2 separate regions of the Mus musculus genome follow, and region 2 is linked to region 1. A link is a contact called in public promoter capture Hi-C data. All regions are on one chromosome and are shown on one strand. The core of a region is the stretch at or near the end of the contact, and the rest is flanking DNA. Distances in the headings are between cores, read along the strand shown. Region 1 has its middle 21 kb from the start of Epas1. Region 2 overlaps Epas1 (endothelial PAS domain protein 1).

Region 1 (2,700 bases), core at 22-2,521:
CAAATTCAGTTCCCAGCACCCAAGCTTGCAAATCTAGGCCCAGAGGACCCTCTGTGGGTGCCTGTGCCCACCTGCGTACACGCTCCTCCACGTACACACACTCACATACATGTAATCAAAAAGAGCACAGAACTAATCTTGCTAGAGGTGGTAGTGCATGCCTTTGATCCTAAATTTTAAGAAAAGGTTGGGGGAGAAAGCAAGCAAGTTCCTTTGTCCTCCAGAGGATACCATGGCACCTTGCTCTCCCGGATGATTGAAGACCACTGCCAAAGGTCAAATCCAGGACATTAAGTCAGGAAACCTCCAAGAGGTCGTCATGGAAAAGAAAATTCAAATCTGGCTATTCCTGGTGCTTCTTTCACTTTTTAAAAGACTTTTAAATCGTGAGTATGTGCCTGTGTAACTGCTGCTATCTACAGAGGCCAGACACATCTGATTCCTGGGAGCTAGAGTTCCAGGAAATTGGGCGCTGGGAACCAGACTCAGCTCGTCTACAATGGCAATCTATGTTCTTCACAGCTGAGCCGTCTTGCCAGTCCTTTACTTCAGGTTTAATTGGAAGTACATTGTTTTGTTGTTTGGTTTGGATTTAGTTTTTTTGTTTGTTTGTTTTGTTTTTTTGTTTTTTTTCAAGACATGGTTTCCTCTATGTAGTCCTGGTTCTCCTAGAACTCTCTTTGGATCAGGCTGGCCTTGAACTCACAGATATCCTCCTGCCTCTGCTGGGATTAAAAGGGAGTGCTACTTACCCTGGGGCTTGAAATACTTTTAAGGTTACAGAAAAGTGGGGGAAAAAATTAATAAAGAGCACTCCTACTTTTACTAGCTAAAATTTCAGCCAAGATTTCACACTGCCTCCGATCATTTTATTTAAAAAAAAAAATCGGATGAATTAGCAGCCTTTGTGAGAGTGCCCCGTAACAATCCTAATAGAATGCTGTGGCTTTCTCTTTTTCACTTAAGTCTAAATTAAATCTAAAGCTATGAATCAATACAGGAACACCAGGATAGTTTCAGTGTCATGGGCCCTACTCAGAGGGTCTCCTGTGGCTGTGGAAATGGGTTTGGCAGGGAGCATAGTGACTGGCACAAAGCAACCAAAGGCCCTGGTGACCCCAAGCTGAGAGGAGGCCTGCAAAGGTCGCTTCCTAGAAAGCCCCGCCCAGGCTTCCTCCTCTGCTTGGCCCTTCCTGCAAGCCATTGTCGCTCTGGGAGGACCTAGCCAGCCGGCCTCGCAGGGAGGCATTTCCGGGAGGCACAGAGCAGGCAGCCTGGCAGGGCGGGGCCCACTGAAGGAGGAAGTGCTTGCCGAGGAGTGGCACGTCGCCCTGGGCTATGCCAAGTGCCCTGCTGGGCATGGGGAGGGGACTGTGCCACCACGCTGGGACCAAAAACAGACCTTGAAGGCTTAGAGCAGAGGTGGGGGCATTCCTTCCTGCCTTGATTCCCACAAGTGAAGAAGGTATTTCTTGCTTCTTGTGCATCTTCTTAGGGCTCTGTGTTGAGGAAAAAAATTCATTCATTCATTCATTCAATCAATCATTTATTCAGTCAGTCAGTCATCCATTCACTCACGCTATCCACAAACAATTGCTGAGTGTCATCTGCCTGTTGGGGACAGAGCAAGGAGCAGAGAGCTGGGAGTGAGGACCACAAACATCCTTGCTCTGACTGACAAAGACCAGCAGACATAGTAAGTGCAGCATACACACAGTAGGAATAAGTGGTGCCTGGAGATGGATAAGAGGAGAGAGGAGCAGACAGCTCCCTGGGAAGAGCATTATAGGTGAAGAAAAGAGGAAGGACTGTGCCCAGCTTGGGAAGTCTGGCTGGCAAAAGTGAACTTCCTGTTGGTTTTTCTCTTAGCAATGTGCCCACCACCCCAGTCATAGGGGAGTAGCCATATCTGTGTTTCAGTGGCGCCCATGATTTGCCAGGATAAACTGTATCCACTTGGGCTGGGCTGGTAAGATGGCTCAGTGGTTAAGAGCACTGACTGCTTTTCTTGAGATCCTGAGTTCAAATCCCAGCAACCGCATGGTAGCTAATAACCATCTGTAATGAGATTGGATGCCCTCTTCTGGTGTGTCTGAAGACAGCTACAGTGTATTTACATATAATAAATAAATAAATCATATCCATTTTGGGATGTCTACTGACATCCACATCACTTGAATCCAATTGATCTCTCCAGTTGTGGTCCCCTTCCGGGACCCAGGGCTCTGGGCTCAGTAGGTCCAGACTTCAGACCCAGGTTTCTCCCATGTGTCTCTTCCTCTGAGAGTTTGTACCACATCACATTCTCTGTGGAGCCTCTATCTACTTTCCCCCCTGCCCACTCTAACTCCATCTACTGCATCTATGACACTTGGTGCAGAAATCCACCAGCCAGTGTCTGGCCATAGTACAGTTCTAAGTTGATGCATTCTCAGGTCCCATTGGCCGTGACTGGCTGTATTCCCCTCAAGAGTCCTCAGTAGCCAGCAGCTGGTACAGACTAGGTCTCAATAATGAAATGCAGAATGATCAACAGTCCTTACTTGACCTCTCTGGTCGCAGAGAAGGCTTTAGAACCCTTCAAAAGGCAACCTCTACCATGCTTCTAGCTATTTAATAGACTGTATTCACAGCTGCGGACTTCTAGGATACAGATTTCCTGTAGGCAAGAGGCTGGTATAGGAGGAAAAGTCTCATTTT
Region 2 (2,700 bases), core at 176-2,675, 90 kb after region 1:
GGAATCAAAAGACCGATGATCTAAACACTATGACTGTTATTCTGTGCAAAGTGAAGCAAACACAGCCTTCCTAGGCTGCGTTTCCTTGTGTTAGAGGGTGCTGTCTCTCCTCCCTCCTGCACAGGAGTCCATTTAAAAGATTAGATGAAGATAAGACAATCAAAGTGGCAAAACAATCTGACTACTTCTGATAATAAAAACATGGTCTTCAGCAGATAATCTAGAAGTTTCTTACCTTGTTACACCCCCATGAAAAAGAAAGCCACGTTCTTTTGGATGTGGATTTGGATACAGATGTCTATTGCACTTTTATTCACAACGGGAAACTCAAACATCCAGGTCAAAGGAATAAACTGGCCATGGTACACCCAGGGAGACACTTCTCTCCCACGAATCACAGAAACACCCACAACCTCAGGAACACGATGCTCAAGGATAATGAAGCCAAACTCAAGAAAGTCTACTCCCATAGACGTCTAGAAAGGACAGGAGACGGTGCCGGGGAAAGATCGGTGATCGTCTGGAATCAGAAGTCAGAACTAGGAGGAGGAGTTAGGCACGTGGGCCATGGGGCAGGTTCAGATGAAGTTTTTGGTCCCTCTGCTGTGGTGATGGCTACTTAGGTGTTTACGTTTGTCAAAACTCACTGTACTATATGCGTGAAATAGTTACCTCTCCATGGGATTAATTAAAATTAATTAATTAAAATTAAAATTAATTAAAATACAATAAAGCTTGTTGTAGAGAGGAAAATGTGTCTAATCTAGACTCTCAAGCCTGAGACTGTGCAAGCTGGCAATCATGTTTAGCCAAAGGACTCTTTCAAGGGCTGCAGTCGCTGTCGATGGGAAGCAGGAGTTTCACACACTGGTAACCCACACCAAGCAAGGCAGCCATGACACTGAACTCCACAGGTGCACTATGTAATGACTGTCACAGGGACTTGAATTTACCTCTCAAGGCAGCGGTGGCTCTGCTGAGCAATGCGCACATGTAATTCTCCATCATTCCTGCTCCTCGCTGCTGTGTGTTAAGATATCCAAGAGGGTAAGATGTGCCAAGGCAGAAGGACTGTGACTGGTGTGACTATGAACAAGGCCATCCCTCATCAGACCATGCAGGACTGATGAGGTGGCCCACGAGCTGACTGGTAGATCCAAGGAGACTGCCTACAGGGAACATAGCTGTTCTCTCCTAGAACCCCAGGACAATTGCCGTAAACAATTCCTAGTAACATAACTGGCACAGTACCTAAGCACTAGGCATTGATAGCTTGTGGAAGAGGAAATTCCTAAACAGTGTTTGTGTAGCCGATGAGGCAGGCAAGTCCATTTGATCTGCAAACAGCAGTAGCCTTCTGGACAGTTAGAAATGACAGTGATGGACATGAGAGGAAACCACACCAGGATTGTTACTTACCCAAAGTCCCCAAGCCAGCAAGACTTCCTGAGCCTCCCATCATTCCTCTTCAGTTCTCTGTGACCTGGGCACTTCTGGGCTGGAGCTCTGAACAATCATTTGGAGGGGGGGGGGGGTGAAAGTCAGTGGACAGTTTAAGAAGCTAACAGACATTTCTAAAATCAGCAGACATGACTGAAAAGGAGCCCTTGAGAGCTCTTTCACAAAAATAAAAATGCATTTGGAAATGGGGAAGAAGACAAACTAGTGTGTGGGACACCCCTTGGTGTTTTTAGACTGTGAAATTGACTACTTAGAATGGCCTAGGAGAGGAAAGAAACTCTAAGCTGGCAGTCTCACGGGGCAGTTGGCAAGTTTAAAGACCTTCCAGTGGCTGAGGCCCTGAATTAACAGTACAGGCCTTTCCCTACTCCAGATAAATAGAGCAGTAGTTTCTCTCAAATTGTATCTGGCTCCTAAGGTAGCAGAAAGTTCAAGGGACACAAAGTTTAAAAAACAAACTTCAGCTGGGTCTTGTGACACAGCTCTTGAGTTGAGTCCCAGTTATTCAGGGGGCTAAGGCAGAAGAATGGTTTAAGGCCCGCCTAGACTTCAGAGGGAGTTCAAGGACAACCTGACTAATGCATCAAAATAACAGAAAGGACTGGGGCTGGAGCTCCGTGGACGAGCACTTGCCCAGCCCTGTTCTGTCCTCCACAGTCAGGGAATGGGACGGGGCTGCAGCCCTGCGGTCCACCTTCCAGATGTGGTCTGCTACCTTCAGGAGGTGAAGTCAGTAGGGTGCTGCTCCCTGGTTGACTGGGAGTCACTCCTGCACTGGGCAGGCAAACATCTGCTTTCCTTCAGAACTCCTATTCCCATTTTTTGAAACGAAGAGTTGGCTGAAATGATCTCCCCCTCCCCCAACCCTCTCACTGTTCCTGGCCTTGGCATCCATCTGGCAGCTCTGTCCATCCCCCTCCCCGGGCAGGTGACACTTCCTGTGGGGTTAGAGTGTGTGCTGCACACCACTCCTGCACCTCTCTTACCTCTGGCTCCTTTCTTCACTAGTGTGCACCAAGGGGCAGGTGGTATCTGGCCAGTACCGGATGCTAGCCAAACACGGAGGATATGTGTGGCTGGAGACCCAGGGGACGGTCATCTACAACCCCCGCAACCTGCAGCCTCAGTGTATCATGTGTGTCAACTATGTGCTGAGGTGAGTCGAGGAGGGAGCAGCCAGCCTCTCGGGACCCTGGGCAGTACCTCCACATGCTGGCTGTGGTGTGGATCCTTCTAACT

What was found. Capture Hi-C pulls out chosen DNA fragments and counts their contacts.
Region 2: a contact with region 1 is called in a promoter capture Hi-C map of adipose tissue. The contact joins two enhancer-like sites. A contact is called at or near these places in 3 of 484 Hi-C or Micro-C datasets (double positive thymocytes, effector CD8 T cells and embryonic stem cells), 2 of 115 datasets of contacts at active chromatin or transcription factors (effector CD8 T cells and embryonic stem cells) and 3 of 9 other capture datasets (adipose tissue, liver and pancreatic islet).

What each region holds. Positions count from the first base shown.
Region 1 is chr17:86,731,025-86,733,724 of GRCm38.p6, forward strand. No RefSeq gene overlaps it. Among named protein-coding and RNA genes, the nearest start is that of Epas1, 21 kb to the right of the region's middle. Within about 2 kb of position 1,272, at least 230 of the 459 cell types and tissues checked have an H3K27ac peak or open chromatin away from gene starts, as enhancers often do. A contact at or near this core is called in adipose tissue, where this site is marked.
Region 2 is chr17:86,821,211-86,823,910 of GRCm38.p6, forward strand. Epas1 (endothelial PAS domain protein 1) reads left to right here. Exons shown (of 16, transcript NM_010137.3): 8 at 2,470-2,617. Among named protein-coding and RNA genes, the nearest start is that of Epas1, 69 kb to the left of the region's middle. Within about 2 kb of position 1,426, at least 9 of the 459 cell types and tissues checked have an H3K27ac peak or open chromatin away from gene starts, as enhancers often do. A contact at or near this core is called in adipose tissue, where this site is marked.